3 separate regions of the Mus musculus genome follow, and regions 2 and 3 are each linked to region 1. The links are chromatin contacts, called in public HiChIP or PLAC-seq and promoter capture Hi-C maps. All regions are on one chromosome and are shown on one strand. Each heading gives the region's core, a stretch centred on a gene start, on an enhancer-like site or on the middle of the called end of the contact. The rest is flanking DNA. Distances are from core to core; before and after follow the strand shown. Region 1 holds the start of Gmeb1 (glucocorticoid modulatory element binding protein 1). Region 2 holds the start of Stx12 (syntaxin 12). Region 3 holds the start of Themis2 (thymocyte selection associated family member 2).

What was found. Promoter capture Hi-C pulls out the DNA fragments that hold promoters and counts their contacts. HiChIP or PLAC-seq counts read pairs in DNA pulled down with a chosen protein or histone mark.
Region 2: a contact with region 1 is called in a promoter capture Hi-C map of pre-B cells, with 2.2 times the contacts expected there. The contact joins the promoter of Stx12 here to the promoter of Gmeb1 in region 1. A contact is called at or near these places in 1 of 39 promoter capture datasets (pre-B cells) and 1 of 115 datasets of contacts at active chromatin or transcription factors (astrocytes).
Region 3: an H3K4me3 HiChIP or PLAC-seq map of bone marrow-derived macrophages shows a contact between it and region 1, with 4 times the contacts expected there. The contact joins the promoter of Themis2 here to the promoter of Gmeb1 in region 1. A contact is called at or near these places in 2 of 39 promoter capture datasets (the C10 cell line and pre-B cells) and 1 of 115 datasets of contacts at active chromatin or transcription factors (bone marrow-derived macrophages).

What each region holds. Positions count from the first base shown.
Region 1 is chr4:132,259,953-132,263,403 of GRCm38.p6, forward strand. It overlaps Gmeb1 (glucocorticoid modulatory element binding protein 1), which reads right to left and starts at 1,597. Exons shown (of 10, transcript NM_020273.2): 1 at 1,539-1,597. It overlaps Gm28874 (a long non-coding RNA gene), which reads left to right. Exons shown (of 2, transcript XR_390809.4): 1 at 1-648.
Region 2 is chr4:132,882,876-132,886,326 of GRCm38.p6, forward strand. Stx12 (syntaxin 12) reads right to left here and starts at 1,583. Exons shown (of 9, transcript NM_133887.4): 1 at 1,373-1,583. The coding sequence starts at 1,490. It also overlaps the pseudogene Gm13033.
Region 3 is chr4:132,794,692-132,798,142 of GRCm38.p6, forward strand. It overlaps Themis2 (thymocyte selection associated family member 2), which reads right to left and starts at 1,673. Exons shown (of 6, transcript NM_001033308.2): 1 at 1,569-1,673. The coding sequence starts at 1,662.

The DNA.
Region 1 (3,451 bases), core at 347-2,846:
AGTAAGGACTACAGAGATACCCTGTCTCAAATACCTAAACAATTGGAGGCCAGTTCCAAAACAGCCAGAGCCACACAGAGAAACCCAGTCTCAAATAAATAGCCAAAACCAACAACAAGTCTCCAATTTGCAACTTTATTACTTAAGCACAAAACTCACTAAGTCCACCGTATGCACTTGGTTGTTCAGCCAAAGTGAACTCAGATATAATGAACCCAAGGTCATTTCACTCTGCAGGAAGTATCCAGAGGAAGTGAAGTTCTATATAAATCACAGATTGGATGGAGACTCCTATATAGGTGTTTGAAGGAATCAAGGAATACGTTTTTAAAAGTCACCCCTCTAAGAGTGTAAGAAATCAAAACAGGGCCCAAACTAACCCAACAAAGCTCAAATACACCTACTCAATGAACTTAAGTATAAAAGAAAAACAAGTTATTATATGGTTGAAAAATTAGAAGCGTTAGGCCCAAGCTCTTATGAAAACGTTCCATAATACTAGCCAAGGAAAGGGGGCTGGGCAGATGGCAAGAGTGTACAGATGTGGAGAAAACCCCTACTTCCTGGTTCTCCTAGAGTCAGTAACAGGTCGCATTTTGAGAGCTCAGGGTTTCCTTGCTCCTTGGACAGCCAGGTCAAGACCCTCGGGTAAGATTCTGCCCACATTTCTCTTGCCTCTCAAACCGAGGACACCTGGCCAATTCCCTGTCATTTCTGAAAGCAAGGGGTACCCTCTTCCCAGCAAGTACCTTCTCACTAACCCCATAACCTTAGGCTTCCCTCGTCTCCTGACGCAGGAAACCACCCTACTCTCCACCTAGCCACCGGAGGCCCTCCACTCTGAAGCCCTCACGGGGACCCTTCTCCTTCTTACTGCCCTTCATCTTGGGAAGGACGCTGCCTCCTCTCCTAAGCCCTCCAAAGGACCTTCCTCCTCCTCCTCCTCCTCCTCCTCCTCTCCAGGTCTGGTGGCCCAGGCCTCTCCCCTCGGGCGAAGGCTTGACCCTATTCCCTGCACCCCACCCCCACCCCAGCACGCCGCCCTCTCCCCCGACCCGGCCCGACCCAGGCCTGACCCAGCTCCTCCGCGCAAGGCCCAAGCTCCCAAACCCCGTATTTTTGGGGTGGGGAGGGATTCCCCTGGCCCCTCCGCGAGGACTTCCGGGCCCCTCGGTCCGGGGGCGCCGAGCCTTCCCCACCCCCCCAACCCCCGCCCAGTACGGGGTTCGTAGGACCCGGAGCCTAGGCCCGGCCGGCCACGCTGGGGGCGGCCCGGCGGCTCGGGCGGACCCAGCGGCAGCGTCCCCCCACCCCCCCCGCGGCGCCGCGACGTCCGCTCGCTCCCCGGCGGCGGCGGCGGCACGCACAGGGCGTGGGGAGGCGCCCGCGGAGGCAGCAGCCCCCCGCCCCCTGCGCGCCCGCCCGCCCTCGCCCTCGCCCTCGCCGTCGCCGTCGCCGGCCGCCGCGCGGCCCCCGCGCCCGCCCCCCCCCGCCCCCAGCCCTCGCCGCGCCGCGCGCCCACCCCTCCCCCTCCTCACCGTCTCCGTCGGGCGGGCGGGCGGGCGGCGAGCGGCCAGGGCGGGCGGGCGACGGAGCATGCGCACAAAGCCGCCACGGCGGCCGCCGCCACCGCCGCCGCCAAGCCGGGCTCCAGCACTTCCGGCCGCCGCGGCGGGCGAGCCGGCGCCTTAAAGGGGACGCGTCCTTATTGCGGGCCGCGCAGGGGATACACCTCCCCCCTCAGCCTAGCGATTTAGGGGAGCCTGAGAGCTTAGGCCTTCGGTCCTAGAAAGGCAGTGTTGGAGAAGTCGCGGGAGGCCCCAGGGGACTGAATAAGGTTTAGATGCAGAGGTCATCTCGCCCTGACTCTTGTGGAGGACTAGGGCTTTTCTTTCTCCAAATCCTCTTTATTGACGCTTACAATTTATCAGGATTTCAGGTTACCAATGTGGAATGAAAAGATGCTGCTGAGCATAGATAGTAACCCCTTCCCGCGTCCAAACCATGGCTCTTTGCGCAGGTTTTCCTGCTTGTCCGGGTTCGGAGTTCAAATTTGAACTTCCTTGGAACCGGTACAACAACTGTGCAGTGACTTGACAACTCTAAGCCACCTATTTCCCGAAAGGTACATGTCGTTCATGTACAATGAAATGATACTTGAAAAGTACTTGGGCAAGTTTCTGAGGCCGGGGAATAGTAACTGACAAGCTTTAAGGCAATGTGGTCAGGCCTTGGGGTTAGATGCTTTTGGTTTATAAATTCCTCAGAGCCACCTTACTCTTTCATTCTCATCTTTGAAAGTTAAACAGGAACGTCGGCACGTGCTGGTGGTACACGCTTTTAATTCCACAATTCCTGTCTAGCCTGGTCTACATAGTGGGTTCTAGGCCAGCTGTGGCTACATAATGAGACCTTGTCTCAAAAAAAAAAAGCAAGCCAAACGTAGAGATGAGGGGTGTGAGGAGGGAAGTAGGTCGGTAGGTAGAACACGTGCAGAAGACCCACAAGGGTTATTTCCCATCTTTCTTCCTATAGACATTGTGTTGTATCTGTCTTCTTTGCTTCCAAAGGGCAGGTTGTGGGCTGTGTGTGTGTGTGTGTGTAGAGATGGCACGTTGGGTGCAGGCTCCTGACCACCTGAGTTCCACCACTCGAACCTACATAGTGATTTTTTTTTTTTTTTTTTTTTTAATTGAGACAGGGTTTTCTGTGTAGCCCTGGCTGTCCTGGAATTCACTTTGTAGACCAGGCTGGTCTCGAACTCAGAAATCCGCCTGCCTTTGCCTCCCAAGTGCTGGGATTAAAGGAGTATGCCACCACTCTAAATGTGATTTTTAAAAAAGATATATAAGTGTGTGAGAGCGGGTTTTTTTTTTTTAAGATTTATTATATGTAAGTACACTGTTGTCTTCAGACACTCCAGAAGAGGGCATCAGATATTGTTACAGATGCTTGTGAGCCACCATGTGGTTGCTGGAATTTGAACTCAGGACCTTTGAAAGAGCAGTCAGTGTTCTTAACTGCTGAGCCATCTCTGCAGCCCTTGTTTTGTTTTTTAAGAATTTATTTATTTATTTCATATATGTGAATACACTGTCATTGTCTTCAGACACACCAGAAGAGGGCATCAGATCCCATTACAGATGGTTGTGAGCCACCATGTGGTTCCTGGGAATTGAACTCAGGACCTCTGGAAAAGCAGTCAGTGCCCTTAACCACTGAGCCATCTCTCTAGCCCTTTTTTTGGTTTTTTGAGACAGGGTTTCTCTGTAGTCCTGGCTGTCCTGGAACTCACTTTGTAGACCACGCTGGTCTCAAACTCAGAAATCCACCTGCCTCTGCCTCCCAAGTGCTGGGATTAAAGGCGTGCGACACCACGCCCAGCTTTTCTTTTTTTTCTTTTTTGGATGTGAGAGCATTTTAACTGAGCAAGCACGAAAAGAAACATTGG
Region 2 (3,451 bases), core at 333-2,832, 620 kb after region 1:
CTTGAAAAGAATTTTCTGATTTATCCTGTATTATAGCTCCTTAACAAAAGGAAACTGGGACACAAAGTACCATACTGTCTAGTCATCAATTATTATTGTGTTTTTCATATCTGGGTTAACAAGCTGAGTATTCGTACTACCTCCATACACCCAGGCCTAACCCTTCCTGCCTGAAACTTTCTACCTCTCAAATCCTACAGTATACATTTAGATATAAAAGCAAAGTGACAAGCTGGGTGTGGTGGCGTACATTGTTAATCCCAGCACTTGGGAGGCAGAGGCAGGTGGATCTCTAATTTTGAAGCCAGCCTGGTACACAGAGTGAGTTCCAGGATAGTCAGAGCTACAAAAAAACTGTCTCAAAAAGAAAATAAAAGCACAGTGGTAGCTTATGCTTTAAAGCTTAGGACATAACTGCAATTCAGAACTGACTCTACTTATTAACAGTATAGCTAAGCTCACAAAAAAAAAAAAAAAAAAAAAAAACAGAATAATAAACAACACAGATGGTTGTCACCATTTTTAAAGTAAAATTGCTTCTGTTGTTCTGTTTACAGGGCTCTGGGATGATTCTGAAACTCAAAAACAGCCTGTACTTGACTCTAGCTACAGAAGGGAGTTTTAAGGTAAGCAGTTACAAACTGACTTGGCCCAACCCTGCCATCTCTTACTTGGTGTGTAATTGTGGCCAAGAGTAGCTCTCAACGGAGGCAGAAGAGGACATCTTCATGCTTGAAATGGGAAAAACGTTCGCTACAAAGACAACCTAACCTAAAATGTTCCCGGTGCATTCTGTGCCATAAAGCAGCAGTCCTCCCGTCCCTTAAATGCCAGGCACTGACTGACGTCCAGGTTAATTACAGGAAACACAGTGTATTAAGTCACTCGAACGCACGCATTCTCCACTTCCCTTAATTGAAAGTTGCTGATGTCTGAGGACCCAACCGCTGAGCTGAATGTGAACCTAAAGTCGCAACCAAGTAAGCACCCCCTGATCGGAACTGAGGAAAACAAGGTGGGTGGGGAGAGGGGGACGGCGACGACAGGAAAAACTCGGCTGACCACTGCGCCAAGTCAAGACTGCTGCTCACAGTCCTGGAGATGACACACACTCCCTCCCACCATCGGGGCTGTCGGCTCTGTTGACCCCCAACACCGTGAACTCTAACCGCCTAAGACAGGGGTGTGGACCTAAAGGGCCCGAGCCTGGCCGACCCAGGGAAAGGCAGCTCGCCGCGCCCAGAGTGGAGGCTCGCGACGGCCTCAAGGTGTGGCCTGAGCTGCGACCCAGACCGGGCTCCCCGACTTGGCAGCTTCACCACCGTCTGTCCCTCAGGCCGCCCCCAGCTCCCGGCTGGGTCCCCTCGCTCACTGGCTTGGCTGATCCGCTGGATGTTGCCACTGCATGTCTGGATGATGCTGTTGAAGTCCCGGGGCTGAGGCCCCGACGGCCCGGGGTTCCGATACATGTCTAAGGGACCGTAGGACATGACAGTGAGCAGAGACCGGGTCGCGCTTCGCGGCGCTCCTACCGGAAGCTGCCACTGACCGGGCCCAGCAGCTGAGAGGAAAACCGGGAAGAGAAAGGGCGGGGAAGGGACCGCGACTGCGTGCGCACTGACCCCCCGCCCATCGCGGTGCGCATGCGCGCGCTCCGCCCCATCCTGCAGTGCGCGTGTGCGGCTGGAATTGGCGGTGGGTCGTCTCTTGAGAGTTTTCGAACTGCTGGCGGTGAGCGTTCTCGCAAGACCCGACTCCTCCAGCTGTGAAGCCAGTACAGGACCGGACTTCTTCAGCCTGTCGTCTACAGACGGCGCGCCCCGCATTCCACGACCTTCCGGCCGCCAACACGCTCATCCGCATCCTGCTGCTCCCGCATCCTGCCGCTCCCGCATCCTGCTGCTCCGCGCGGCACTGTTGTTCAGGCACCCAGCAAGTTCTTGCTTTTCCAACCCATGTCAAAATCGAGGTGAATGCATGAGCATGGAATGGGACCAGTACACGTGCAGTTGTACCCGACAGGATTCGATGGTGAAAACTGTTCAACACCTAAATTTCTAGCAAGAATAAAGTTACTACTGAAACCATCCGCCAATACGGTGTGCCCCGTGCTTACCCACTTCAAGGGATTCTGGGACATTGTTGATTAACATTTCCTTCCTTTGAGGTCAGGCTGGTATACAGGGTGAGTTCCAGGACAGCCAAGGTTACATAGAGAAACCCTGTCTCGGAAAACCCACTCACACTCCAAACAAATAAAAACCATTCCCTTCCTGCGGAATTCAGTCATGAGATATGTTGCCAGCCAGATGGCATTTGATTGACAGCCCACCAACTTACAATGTGCACCACACCTACGAAAACTGGGCACCCTTCTCCAACCTCTCCTACTACATCAGAGCCTCTCCTCCTGTAACAGATGACTGCCTGACTCCCATCCTGTGAAAGGGAAGAAGAGGGTTTCTGATTCAAAAGATTATGGGGAAAATTCTAAGAAAAAAATTCATCCTTGACCCCCAGGGCTCGAATATGATATTCACATTCTTCGGCCAGCAATTCACCCACCAGTATCTCAAGACAGACCAGAAACAAGGACATATATTCACTAGAGGGCTGGGCCATGGAGTGGACATATAAGCCATGTTTATGGTAAAACTCCAGATAGACAGCATAAACTGCTCCTTTGCTTTCTCTTTTAATTATTTATTTTTATGCTCATTGGTCTTTTGCCTGTACCTGTGAGGGTGACAGAGCCCCTGGACCTGGAGTTACAGAGAGCTGTGAGCTGCCATGTGAATGCTGGGAATTGAACCTGTGTCCTCTGGAAGAGCAGCCAGTGTTCTTAACTGCAGAGTCATTTCTCCAGCCCCAAACTATGCCTTTTCAAGGATGAAAAACTCAAGTACCAGGTAATTGATGAAGAGGTATATTCTCCCATCAGAGAGATCAGGGACACTCAGGTGGAAGCAGACTGCCACTGCAAACCCCCAAATACCTGCTTTAGGGCAGATCTTGGGTTTGGCCACTGGTCATATGGTATAAGCTACACCATGAACCAGCACCACAAACCATTCTCACCGAAGCCTTACCAATCATTTGAAGAACTCAGGAGAAAGAGGCTGCTGAGTTGGAAGTTCTCTGTGGTAAAATTGATGCTGTTGGTGCTGGTTAAGAGCACTGACTGCTCTTCGATACGTTCTGAGTTCAATTCCCAGCAACCACATGGTGGCTCACAACCATCTATAATGAGAGCTGATGCTCTCTTCTGGTGTGTCTGAAGATAGCTACAGTGTACTCATATATACATTAAATAAATAAAATTTAAAAATTAAAAAAAAAAATCGATGCTGTCCTCCCCTGCTGATAGAAAAGCCTCTTCCAGGTGCTGTCTTTGGGGAAACCCTAGGGGAAATTGGGGCACCATTCTCCTTGGAAGGGCCTACATCAAACC
Region 3 (3,451 bases), core at 423-2,922, 530 kb after region 1:
TCTAGGATGTAAGATGGCCCAGGTCCCATCTGCAGCAGGGCAGGTAATGTGGGGGTGGGAGGAGGGGGAGGTGAGGGTGGCTGGAGGCAGAACATGGGGTATCAACCTCCAAAACTGGAATCCCATGTGGTCAGGAATTCTACCACACCTTGCCCCATAGGGTCATCTACCTTCCCGTTCACCTCATTTGCATACCGACACTCTGTGACATCCGTCTGTCCTCACGTCACCCCAAGTCCTTCCACTTCCCATCACCCCAGGTCATAGCAGATGAGGAAACTCGGGTATTGTGACACAGGTAAGCAAGAGACGCTGGGAGGATGTTCTGAGCTGGAGAAAAGAATGACCAGGCTCCCAGAGTCCCACTTCAGGGACCCATCAGATTCCGATGGACCAGAGAGACTCACTGTGGTGGCCCTTGTGTGATCCTCCTAGGTCAGTCTATAACCCGCTTGGCCATCAGAACACTTTGCTGGCAGCTGCTGTGGCAGAGCCTGGCTCGCTCACTCCAGGGAGTAGAATGAAGCAGGCATCCATGAGACAGCTTGCTGTCTGAGGGAGGAGCCCTGAATCTCAGCATCTCCCTCCACTCTCGCCTCTGCCCTCCACAGAGCAGCCCGGTCGGTCCCTTTTCTTCCCTCCCTTACCCAAGTGGTCAGTCCCTGGTCACATGTTATTTGGCCAGTAACTGGTGGCTGTGTCCTGATATGGCCATCTCTTCTCTGCTATGGGTTGCGGAAAGCCATGGGCAAGGAGCAAATGTACAGGCAAAAAGCGGGGAAGGATCCCCCTGGTAGGAGGACCACTCCATCTGAGAATCCAGCAGAGGAACAGAGAGACTCAGAGGCAAGGAGCAGAGAGTTCAGCGGGAGGGCTGATCTGGTGCTAAAATAACGAACTGGAATATATCTTAGTGGTGAGAGCTCAGGGTCCTGGGTTGGATCCTTGCAGAAAGGGAAAGAAGATAATAAAAGAGAACGGAGGGAGGGAGCAAGAAAGAAAAATGAACAGTGAACCAGGCATGGCAAATTCAGGCAGAGGCAGACGGATCGCTGCAAACTTAAGGCCAGCCTGGGCTACAAAACAAGGTCCTCTCAGAACAACCCCAATAACGACAGTGAGCACCCTAGTGCCTGTCTGAAACGATGGACGAGTTATCCCCACTTATTTGTCCATTTATTGTTATAATTGTTCTTGTTGCTTGAGACAGGATTTCCTAGGCTGTTCAGATCGCTCCTGCCTAGCTGCCACACAATTTCTGTTAGCATTACCGAGGAGCCTCAGTTGAGAAAAAGCCTGAGTTAAACTCAGGACTTCTCATCACCCATGGGACAAAAGCTGAAGAGCAGGGAGGTGGCGCCTTTTGGTGCGGATTCATAAAACTTCGGACAGCAGCGTCTGAACTCAACCCCAGATCCCTCAGGGTCTAACTCTGTAGCCCAAACTGACCTGCAATCACTTTATAGAACAGGCTAGCTTCGAACTCATCCTCCCGCCACAGCTCCCCAGTGTTGGCATTACAGGCATGACCCATCATACCTAGCTCCTTCCACCCAGAGCCCGCTCACCCTCAAAGTAGACTCCGGAGCAGACCCGCAGCACGCGCGGAAGGGAGGTGGGGTCCAGGCCGCTCACAAAGTCCTGCAGCGGCACCGGCTCCATGGTCGCGTTCCGACTAGATTTGCTCAGACTGATCGGCAGCTTGCAGAGGACAGTCCGGAAGCCACGCCCACCGAGGCCACGCCCCTCAGGTCGGGAGCCCTACAGGGTTCTCTGAAGCGCCCCGAACTCTTGAATGGGGACTTTATTTCCCCTGACCTGTCTCTTCATCTCTAAAATTGAATCTTTTCTTAAGGTTTCTAATGTGATAAAACACCATGACCAAAAGCAACTTGGGGAGGGAAGGGTTTATTATCTTACAACTCTGGGATCACAGAGGTTAGTCAGAACAGAAACTCCGGACAGATAGAGAGAGATAAAGGGACTGGGACTGGTACAAGCCATAAAGAAACACAGCTTACTGGTTTGCTCAGTTTGCTTTCTTACACAACTCAGGACCACCTGCCCAGGGTTGGCACTACCTACACCCTATGGGCTGGGCCCACCCACACCAATCATAAGTGGAGAAAATGCACTACAGGCTTGCCTACAAGCAGTCTGATGGAGGCATTTCTCAACAGAGGTTCCCAGATAATTCTAACTTGGGTCAAATTGACCAAAGAACAACCAGGACAATTCCCACACCTTTCTTTACTTGGCTCCATCGAACAGATCTAACATCAAGACTTGATAATTTTTTTTTTTTTTTTTTTTGAGACAGGGTTTCTCTGTATAGCCCTGGCTGTCCTGGAACTCACTTTGTAGACCAGGCTGGCCTCGAAGTCAGAAATCCGCCTGCCTCTGCCTCCTGAGTGCTGGGATTAAAGGCGTGTGCAGTTACACCTGGCAAGACTTGATAATTTGATACCCAGAGGTCTGGTGTGTGTGTGTGTGTGTGTGTGTGTGTGTGTGTGTGTGTGTGTGTATGTATGTGTGTGTGTGTGTGTGAGAGAGAGAGAGAGACAGAGAGAGAGACAGAGACACAGAGAGACAAAGACACAGAGACACAGAGACACAGACACAGACACAGAGACATAGAGACAGACCCGAGACAGAGACAGACAGAGAGAGTATCCCTTAGCACAAATTGTACTTAAATTACTGTGTAGCTGAAGATGACCTTGAACTTCTGATCTTCCTTCTTCCACCATCTAAAATGAGTGTGGTCACACACACTTTATTAGATGCTGAGGACTAAACCTAGGGCTTCATGGATTCAAAGCAAACACTCTACTAAGTGAGCTGCATCCTCTGCCTTGTTTTGGGTTTTTGAGGCAGGATTTCACATAATCCACTGTGTAGCTGAGAATGGCTTCCTTAGACTCCTGATGCTCTTGATGCCTCCTCCTGCCAGGTTCTGGAATAACAGGCATGTACCATTTAACTACCTCAGACCATGAAGATGTTGAACAGATAAAAACGATCCCACTTCCCCAGCTGAGATGTGCCCCCAGATGCCTCTTCCACAGTACTCCAAGTTCAAACAAGGTACACAGCTCCCTAGTGTAGTTGGGGTCTCTTAGGACATACACACCCTTACCCTTTGGGTCTGAGGAAGAAGACATGCCTTGTCTATCCCCAGATACACCTCTGTCTGGACACCTCTAGTGATGCAGAGATGGCTACCGATCTCTCTAGGACACTCAAGTCCTCTGATATAGGTAAGTAAAAATGGTGCCGTGGCACAGGCTGTGATCCCAGCACTTGAGAGGCTCAGGATTCAAGTCATCCCTGGGTTACAAAGAACATGGTCGTCATGAGAGCCTAGCTTAAAAACGGAATGCAGTTTCTCCTAATGCCTTGTCTTCTGTTTTCGGAAATAAGATGAAATGGAAACTGACTTCCTTGTGGC